Linked DNA regions of Sus scrofa: region 2 is linked to region 1. Evidence: chromatin contacts called from public HiChIP or PLAC-seq data. All regions are on one chromosome and are shown on one strand. The core of a region is the stretch at or near the end of the contact, and the rest is flanking DNA. Distances in the headings are between cores, read along the strand shown.

Evidence for each region. HiChIP or PLAC-seq counts read pairs in DNA pulled down with a chosen protein or histone mark.
Region 2: a contact with region 1 is called in an H3K27ac HiChIP or PLAC-seq map of alveolar macrophages, with 5 times the contacts expected there. The contact joins two enhancer-like sites. A contact is called at or near these places in 2 of 47 Hi-C or Micro-C datasets (embryonic fibroblasts and heart right ventricle) and 2 of 2 datasets of contacts at active chromatin or transcription factors (alveolar macrophages and skeletal muscle).

The regions. Positions count from the first base shown.
Region 1 is chr17:14,435,856-14,440,663 of Sscrofa11.1, forward strand. GPCPD1 (glycerophosphocholine phosphodiesterase GPCPD1) reads right to left here. Exons shown (of 20, transcript XM_021078049.1): 13 at 3,992-4,069; 14 at 3,274-3,313; 15 at 681-742. Among named protein-coding and RNA genes, the nearest start is that of GPCPD1, 38 kb to the right of the region's middle. Within about 2 kb of position 2,811, at least 1 of the 83 cell types and tissues checked has an H3K27ac peak or open chromatin away from gene starts, as enhancers often do. A contact at or near this core is called in alveolar macrophages, where this site is marked.
Region 2 is chr17:14,617,240-14,622,047 of Sscrofa11.1, forward strand. It overlaps C17H20orf196, which reads left to right. Exons shown (of 3, transcript XM_021078198.1): 2 at 2,145-2,325. Among named protein-coding and RNA genes, the nearest start is that of C17H20orf196, 8.9 kb to the left of the region's middle. Within about 2 kb of position 2,647, at least 11 of the 83 cell types and tissues checked have an H3K27ac peak or open chromatin away from gene starts, as enhancers often do. A contact at or near this core is called in alveolar macrophages, where this site is marked.

The DNA of each region.
Region 1 (4,808 bases), core at 1,561-4,060:
ATAAACAAAGCAGGAGTTCCCATTGTGGTTCAGCAGTAACAAACCCAATTAGTATCCATAAGCATGACGGTTCCATCCCTGGCCAAGCTCCGTGGGTCAAGGATCCAGCGTTGCAGTGAGCTGTGGTGTAGGCTGGTGGTTGTGGCTGTGGTATAGGCTGGCATCTGCAGCTTTGATTTGACCACTAGTCTGGGAACTTCATATGCCATAGGTGAGCCCGAAAAAGAAAAAAGATAAAAGAATGTATCTTCTTTAAAAAGCAACAAGTGGAGTTCCCATCGTGGCTTGGTGGTTAACAAATCCGACTAGGAACCATGAGGTTTCAGGTTCGATCCCTGGCCTTACTCAGTGGGTTAAGGATCCAGCGTTGCTGTGAGCTGCGGTGTAGATCACAGATGCGGCTCGGGTCCCACGTTGCTGTGGTTGTGGTGCAGGCCGGTGGCTACAGCTTCGATTTGACCCCTAGCCTGGGAACCTCCATATGCCATAGGAGCGGCCCAAGAAATGGGAAAAAAAGACCAAAAAAATAAAAAGCAACAAGTATGGTAAGTTTACATTAATGTTGTCTTTTACACTATACAAATTGGCCTTTTTAGGTGTCCATTTAAGAAACCAAAATAAATTATTAAGCTATAGCAGAATTAATGATAACCTTGCTCTAGTTTTCTTAAGGAACTTACCATCTTAAGAGAAGGAAATGGCTGATTTTCAGAAAGAGAATTTTCTTCCTCAACCACAGATTCTGAAATTTAAATCACAAAAACTCAGTAGATAAAATGCCATTTTATTGCTTAACACCTTTCCCTAAATTTTTAGAGGACAAAAAATGCTGAAATAGTCATGAGATTCTTTCTTGTACTTACTAATTTTAACCTCCAAAACCCCCATTTTCAAAGCAGGCAACCTTTATTTAGACTACTTTACAAAATTAATAGGTCACCATAGTTTATGACCTCAACAGTGGTTATTTTCTTATAAAACGTGTAATATACTTTCCAAAAAAAGTCACGAACGGTCCTTAATTCCTCAATTAAAGACTGCGACTTCTACTTAAAAATCTATTTGAAGGAGTTCCCATTGTGGCTCAGTGGTTAACGAATCCGACTAGGAACCATGAGGTTGCAGGTTCGATCCCTGGCCTTGCTCAGTGGGTTAAGGATCCGGTGTTGCCGTGAGCTGTGGTGTAGATCACAGACGCGGCTCGGATCCCAAGTTGCTGTGGCTGTGGCGTAGGCTGGCGGCTACAGCTCTGATTAGACCCCTAGCCTGGGAACTTCCATATGCCGTGGGAGTGGCCCTAGAAATGGCAAAAAGACCAAATAAAATAAAATAAAAATCTATTTGAAATAGCAAAATCAGCTCAGAAGTTAGAAATTAAGAGAGTATACAGGTACTACTCTGTCTTTGTTAACATCACCATTTAATCCAAGAATCAATTATGGCAAGGCACATAAGAATTTTTTCCAAAAGAGAAAAAAAAATTTAGCATCATTACTTTTTAAAAAATACCTCCCCAGGAGTTCCCGTCATGGCTCAGTGGTTAATACACCCAACTACTATCCATGAGGACTCGGGTTTGATCACTGGCCCCTCTCAGTGGGTTAAGGATCCAGAGTTGCCATGAGCCGTGGTATAGGTTGCAGATGTGGCTCGGATCCCGAGTTGCTGTGGCTATATGGTGTAGGCCAGCGGCTACAGCTCTGACTTAACCCTAGCCTAGGAACCTCCATAGGCCTCGGGTGCAGTCCTAAAAAGACAAAAACAAAACAAAACAAACAAACAAACAAAAAAAACAAACCCCAAAACCAAAAACCAAAACAGTCAAAAACCAACCCTTTGCATTATAATTCAAAAACTAAATAGTGTAAAATTTTCTAGAGAAATAAAGGTAAAATTGATTTTACTCTAAAGAGTTATGAACTATATCTACTAGCTTGTAAAGCCATATTTATGCTCTGGGGATACTCTTTGGAGTCTTTGGTACCTTACAATTTCTTCATAAAGGCACTGTAACTATCCTGTTGTGGTAACTACAGATAAACATGTAATGAGTACCTACTCTATGCAGAGTATTATAAATGTCTTAGGGAATATAAAACCATTTCCCCTAACTTTCTAGTGGAAGAGACAGAACATTACACAAATATAAAGGGTTAAAAAAAAATGACACACTGTGCCTTCTTGTGGCACAGAGGATTAAGGATGTGGTGGTGTTGCTATAGCACTTTGGGCCTCTGCTATAGCAGAAGTTCAATCACTGGGCCAGGAACTTCCACATGCACCAGAATGCGGCCAAAACAGACAGACAATCATTAAGTTCTATGGGCGTAGAAAGTAAAGTGGAATTACAAAGGGATTTTTTTTTTTTTTTTTTTTTTGTCTTTTTAGGGCTGCACCCGAGGCATATGGAGGTTCCCAAGCTAGGGGTCGAATCAGAGCTACCACTGCTCAGGCTATGCCACATCCACAGCAACACCAGATCCAAGCTGTGTCTGTGAGCTACACCATAACTCACAGCAACACCGGATCCATAACCCACTGAGTGAGGCCAGGGATCAAACCCATAACCTCACGGTTACTAAACAGATTTGTTTCTACTGTGCCACAATAGGAACTCCATACAAGGGATTTTTAAGACAGGACAGACTTTGAGGCAGTTCCCGCTGTGGCTCAGCAGAAATAAATCTGACTAGTAACCATGAGGTTGTGGGTTTGATTCCTGGCCTTGCTCAGTGGGTTAAGGATCTGGTGTTGCTGTGAGCTGTGGTTTAGACTGCAGACACGGCTTGAAACCTGTGTTGCTATGGCTGTGGCGTAAGCCAGCAGCTGTAGCTCTGATTCATCCCCTAGCTTTGGAACTTCCATATATCATGGGTGCAGCCCTACAAAGCAAAAAAAAGGGACAAGCTGTGAGGAAACTGAGGCACAGAGTGGTTAAATAAAGTAACCTGCTTGAGATTCAAACTCCTGGTTCTGGAGCCATTCTCTACCTGATATATTCTGTACTTTGTAATGCTTAAGGATGTCTGGAAAGATTGACAGGTAGAAAATGATAAAGAATTTTAATCATCAAATCCATAAAAGTAAAGAAACATGCTTACTATATACACATGTCATAGGCGCATTTCAATACATAAACACTTCATGACAAAATTACATTTATATAACTCAGTGTTATATTAAGGTCACCAAAAGTAAGTTAAAAATGGATAAGGAAATACTCTATACACGCTAACTATGAAATGAAAACAGTGTTTTCATATTGGTACATACCTTTCAGATCCTTAGATTTCAGTGCAGTCACATGAGTGAGCTAGAAAATGCCCAAAATGCAATCAGAAAAAAAGGTGTTAGTTTATGGAGATATGGTTAACAGAATTATAACTTGAAAAGCTATTTAGAGAAAATTATAAAATACAGAATTATTTAATAATAATAACTTTAATAATAAACACTTACTGATGTATATATTTAATATTATACATACATATAAGATCATGATCAAATACCCAAGTAGGGATTTAGGTATCTAACGAGAATAGGAAGAGGGATCATGTAACATTATGGAAAAATACACAAGGATCTTAGATAATAGCATAGGTATAAAAACCAACAATAACATAAAAGGCCAAGTGTAAAATTATAAAACGCTAAAACAGACCAGAGACAATCTAAGATTATGGCTAGCCCCTATGGCCTATAAAGACTTATAACCCAGCTCCTTCACAAAAGCAAAAACCAATGGGGTCCACGGAAATTGTTAAAGAAGGGAAGGTGGATTAGCTGATACCCGTTCTGCATAATAGAACAGAAAACCAAAACATAAACTCTACGCATGCTGTGTGTGTGTGTGTGTGTGTGTGTGTGTGGTGTGTGTGTGTGTGTGTGTAGTCATCCAAATGTGCAAAGACATCACGATACAAAGACAAGTACAAACAGGTAATTTATATTTTACTAAAAGATAATTTATATTTTATGCTATTATTACTACCTTCAACAACTGTAGTTGGTCAAATGTTAATTCCTTTACTGGAATTTCAAATAATTCAACTGGATCAGCATCAAATTTCTGTTAAAAGAGAGAGAAAGGGAGAGAAAAGTTGGCCCCAAATTATTACTGTTTATTCAAGACAGGCCTTATTTTTGTATCTGGTACTGGGTAATGTTCTAATTTCAGTCTTTTACATGTAAGCTGTCTAGTTTTCTCAGCATCAGCCTTAACTTTAGATTAACTCAATGGAAATGATACGCAACGCAGTTTTAAAGAAAATGCCAAATGAAGCCTCCCTGAGAAATCAGCTAATTAATTTGTATAAAGAAGTCCAAACACTATATAACAATTATGTTTGCACAACAGCCATTACAATTTTAATAAATTACATGTATTTTCAAATCTCTTTCTAGACTTTCTCCTCCATCATGCCCTCTTCTTCCTTCTCATTGTCTCTATTCTAGTTTAGGCTTATTGTAACCTTTGGCCCGGGTTACCACTCCCCTTGCCTCTAGTCTCAAGTTGCTCTTACACCCATACATCAGGTTTCAAAATATTCAACTGGAAGTTTAGTTCCGAATGATTCCCTACCTGGCTCAAAAGCCTTTATTTCCATTGTTCCTAAGTCCAAACCCCTGAAGCCCTCCACTATCTAGGCTCCAAAGTACTTCTTCAACTTTATTTTTTACCACGGCTCTTTCCACTTAAGCGAAATCATATAAGCCTATTAACTTGAGAAAGAGCTGGATACAGAACTACAAGGGAGCCTAGAGAACACTCTTGACAGCTTCCTGTCCCACCTCAATACAGGGTCAAT
Region 2 (4,808 bases), core at 1,397-3,896, 180 kb after region 1:
GTGGCCTAGTGGTTAAGGATCTGACATTGTCACTGGTGTAGCTAGGGTTACTACTGTATCGCGGGTTTTATCCCTGGCTGGAGAGATTGTGCATGCCATGCCCCATGCACTCACCCCTCCCCTTCTACAAAAGAAAAAGAAAAAAAGATTTACTGATGACAACTCATGAGACAGAGTAGCAGAGTGTCCAAGATCTCCCCAGACCCATAATTATTTTACAGAGACGTGGGCAGGGCTGGATGCCCTGCTAAGAGCCCTCCAGTAGAGAACCCAGCACCCACAGGTAGATATCAACCAGGGAGGGTAAACAACTAATTTTTTTTTTTTTTTTTTTTTTTGTCTTTTTAGAGCTGCTGCAGCATATGGAGCTCCCAAGCTAGGGATCGAATCGGAGCTGCAGCTGCCAGCTCATGCCACAGCCACAGCAACACCAGATCTGAGCCACATTTGTGACCTACACCATAGCTCACGGCAACACCAGATCCTTAACCCACTGAGCGAGGCCAGGGATTGAACCCGCATCCTCGTGGATACTAGTCGGGTTCACTATTGCTCAGCCAAAACAGGGACTCCAGGAATACCTTTTTTTGTTTGTTTTTTGTTTTTTTGCCTTTTCTAGGGCTGCTTCTGTGGCATATGGAGGTTCCCAGGTCTAATCGGAGCTGTTGCTGCCAGCCTGTGCCAGAACCACAGCAACACAAGACCCAAGCCGCGTCTGCAACCTACACCACAGCTCACGGCAACGCCGGATCCTTAACCCACTGAGCAAGGCCTGGGATCGAACCCGCAACCTCATGGTTCCTAGTGGGAGTTGTTAACCACTGCGCCACGACGGGAACTCCCTAATTTTTAACAAGAAGTGTCCCAATGCTGAACCCATAAGCCACCTTCAAGGTCTCCAGAGTTCAGCTAGAGAGTGTGTGTATCCAAGTTCATGATCACACCCCGGCCCTGCTGCCCTTCCCAGAGCTGGCAGAGGCCCCATGACCATCCATCCAAAACCACAGGGTTTGTCCTTCCCCAGTCACCCAGTGTGTAAACTGTCCTTGCTTCTCTCACTTTCAACTCCTGACACCCCATGCCACTTGTCGTTGCCCAAGCTGATTCTTCTGGGGCTCATGCTGCCCCCCCCAACCCCCACCATGGCCCAGCCTGCCCCATGTGTGGGGACACCTTCCTGCAAAAAGCCTACCTCCTCCTCTCCATCTTACCATCGTGTTAACACTGTCCCTATGTTTGGGATCGTCCCTGTGTAACTCGAAGGAGGCCTCTGTCACATTCACCTTTGCTCCCCAGTCCCAGTGTGTCAGCAATTGAAGGCCACAGAAGGAAATGCAAATCACCTGTAATCTCACTACCCAGAAATTAAACCACTGAATTAATTGCCACTGAAATTAATCTGGGATATACCCTCCAGACTTTTTTTTTATCTTTTTGTCGTTTTAGGGCCACACCCACGACATATGGAGATTCCAGGCTAGGGGTCTAATGGAGCTGTTGCTGCCAGCCTGTGCCAGAACCACAGCAACGCAAGACCCAAGCCGCGTCTGCAACCTACACCACAGCTCACAGCAACGCCGGATCCTTAACCCATTGAGCAAGGCCAGGGATGGAACCCGCAACCTCATGGTTCCTAGTCGGATTTGTTTCCACTGAGGCACAACAGGAATGCCTACCCTCCAGACTTTTTTTTTGTTTTATCACTACAGGTCTGTATATATTTCATACACACATCCCACACAGAGTATTTTACTTTATGAAATCTGGATCAGACCCTACCTATGGTTTAAAAATGTTGTCCCATTTAAAATGTGGGGTGTTCCCCTTTTCATTAGCTATTCATACAGTCCTTGGATTATAGTGCCATGCAGTAGTTCATCCTTATCAGATAGGCGGCTCATCTTCCAGCTGAAGTTATTCATGGTTTCTTTCTGTGCTGTGAGTATTTGTTTCTCTTGATGAAGAAACAGGATAAGCAAATACTGGGTCTAAAGTGAAGACCAGGAGGACCATTAATGACAGGAAAGTAAATTATTCTGGTTCTCCTGTTATTGGGGCTTTGAGGTGCTTTGAGCCATGACTGTGCTGGGGGTTCCTCTTAGGCGATGCCTTCTGTATTGAATTGTTCTCTTTTGCCATGGCAGGGCGATGGCCACCCAGGATGCCACCCCAGTAGCCAGTGGGAGGGAAGCAATGCTTTGGACCTGCCATCCGCTTGTGACATAAGGGATTACGTGTTGCAGAGACCCAGCCAGGAGGCCAGCAGCGAGGCTTTCAGTTCTGAGGAAGCCCTTTCATTTCCTTGCTCTTCTGATGTGGATCCAGGTAAGAAGCAGAGTTTAAAACAAACACAAAAATCCTAACATAGGCAGGTATGGGATCCTTTGTTTCTCTTGTCCAATGGCTGGGTCCACTGTCTTGGGAAGAAAAACATCTTCTGTAAGCAAAACCGTTGGAAGAGACTTCAAAGGCAGCCTCCCTGGTGTAACTGCGACAGGGAGCTGTTTCCTGGAGGCCCTTTTGTCTGAGTCCCTTTCTGATCTCTGTCCAGAATTCATTCAGACACAGGCAACACTTGGTTCAATAGGGAATGAGTGGAATTGTTTTTCGGTTTTGTTCTTTGAAAACTTCAGAAGAGAGCCACGTGGGCTTGCCCTGTGTCATAGCTAACAGCACTAGGGATGTTAGTCTTCCTCTTATGAAGCCTGGTCTGGATTTGGGGAACAGCTTCTCTTTAATTCCCTGACTGAATTGCCAGAAAGTCTATGATTTAAGGGTTGTTGTTTTTTTGTATTTTTTTTTTTAGGAGCACAACTTTGGCATATGAAAGTTCCCAGGCTGGGGGTCAAGTAGGAGCTGCAGCTGCTGGCCTATACCACAGCCACAGCAATGCCAGATCTGAGCCACATCTGCGACCTACATCACAGCTCAAGGCAACCCCAGATTCTTAATCCACTGATTGAGGCCGGGAATCAAACCTGAGTCCTCATGGGTACTAGTCTGGTTCATTTTTCGCTGAGCAATAGGAACTCCTATGATTTCAGTTTAATGATAATTCTGTGATGTAATTGTGACCATCTCTGGTTGTAAAGAACATCTCCTCCCTGTTTATTGCCTAATCCAGGCCTGGAGGTCCACAGGTCACTTACTGGTGTGTGACTTGGGTCATGTTTCTCAAGCCCTCTGAGTTCCAGAATCTACAAAGTAGTGACTAAAATACTTGCCTCATGGAGTGAGGTTTAACCCAGGGAACAAGGTAAAGGACTTTTCACAATGTTTGCTGTACACAGGTGCTCAGTCAGTTGTCATTATTCTGTGCTATTATTATTGTTTTTGTCAATATTAAGATACCCAAATATATATTTTTAAAGACACTCAGGTACACTAAGAAAATGTGGGCCTAAATGATGATGAATTCAACTTTGGCAATAAGTAGGGTGCGTCCTATTATTGTCTTTAAGAATTCCATGGGGAGCTCCCATCAGCGGAAATGAATCTGATTAGCATCCATGAGGACCCAGGTTCAACCCCTTGCCCAGTGGGTCAGGGACCCAGTGTTGCCGAGAGCTGTGGTGCAGTTTGCAGATGCGGCTCAGATCTGGCGTTGTTATGGCTGTGGTTTAGGCCAACGGCTACAGCTCTGATTCAAATCCTAGGCTGGGAACCTCCATATGCCATGGGTGTGGCCCTAAAAAGACAAAAAAATAAAATAAAATAAAATAAAGAATTCTATGGGAAAAAAATACTTTTTAAACTTCCTTGATCCTGTTTTGATTTTCAGGATGTAGGGAAATCAGGATCAGTCAGTCTCTTATTAAGTTAGTTCCTGACCAAGTATTAGATCGTTTCTTATCCTTTTTCTTTCTAGGCTCAGAAGAGTAGTCCATTTTACCTTTTCTCTCCCTACCAACCTGCTACCTCTGCTCTAGTTTCCGTTACTAAGAAAGCAGCTGTTATTCATTTGAATTGAGTTGACCATCGAAATATTTATATTGGAGTATTTGTTTATAATCTAGACATTTGGGAGTTCCCCTTGTGGCTCAGTGAAAACGAATCTGACTAGCATCTATGAGGACACAGTTTTGATCCCTGGCCTTGCTCAGTGGGTTAAGGATCCGATGTTGCTGTGAGCTGTGGTGTAGATTGCAGATGAGGCTTGGATCTGGCATTGCTGTGGCTGTGGTGTAGGCCAGTGGCTACAGCTTCAACTTGACCCCTAGCCTGGGAACTTCCATATGCTGTGGGTGCACCCGAAAAAGACAAAAACAAACAAAAAGACAAAAACAGAAACTAGACACTTCATGCAAAAAATGAAAATAGAAAAAAGTTCTTTTGGAAACCCTTATAAAGGCCTAAATGTGGGAAGGAGCGCTCAGATGTTGAGACAACCATTTGTGTGGCATTGCCAGTGGGGGTGCTGGCCTAGACTGGTGTGAAATCTGGTTCTGCTTCTTTCTCTAGCTTGGCCTTGGGCACCTCACCTGGCCTCTCTGTGTTGGTCCCCTCATTAGTAAAATGGAGATAGTAACTCCTGCCTTGTTGTGGGCTGGGGGCGCTCATAATTAGGGTGAAAGTGAGTGAGGCATCATGCTTGTCATGTGATGGGCTCTTGGAAATCCAGCTCTTCATGAATTCAGCACCTGGTGCTCTTAACATACCACCACACTGTGCAGACTCCATTTAGTTTTAAATTTTTCTGTTGAAGTATAGTTGATAGACAATATTATATGGTACAAATGTACAACATAGTGATTCATAATTTTTAAAGGTTATATTCCATTTATAGTTATCATAAAATATTGAGTATA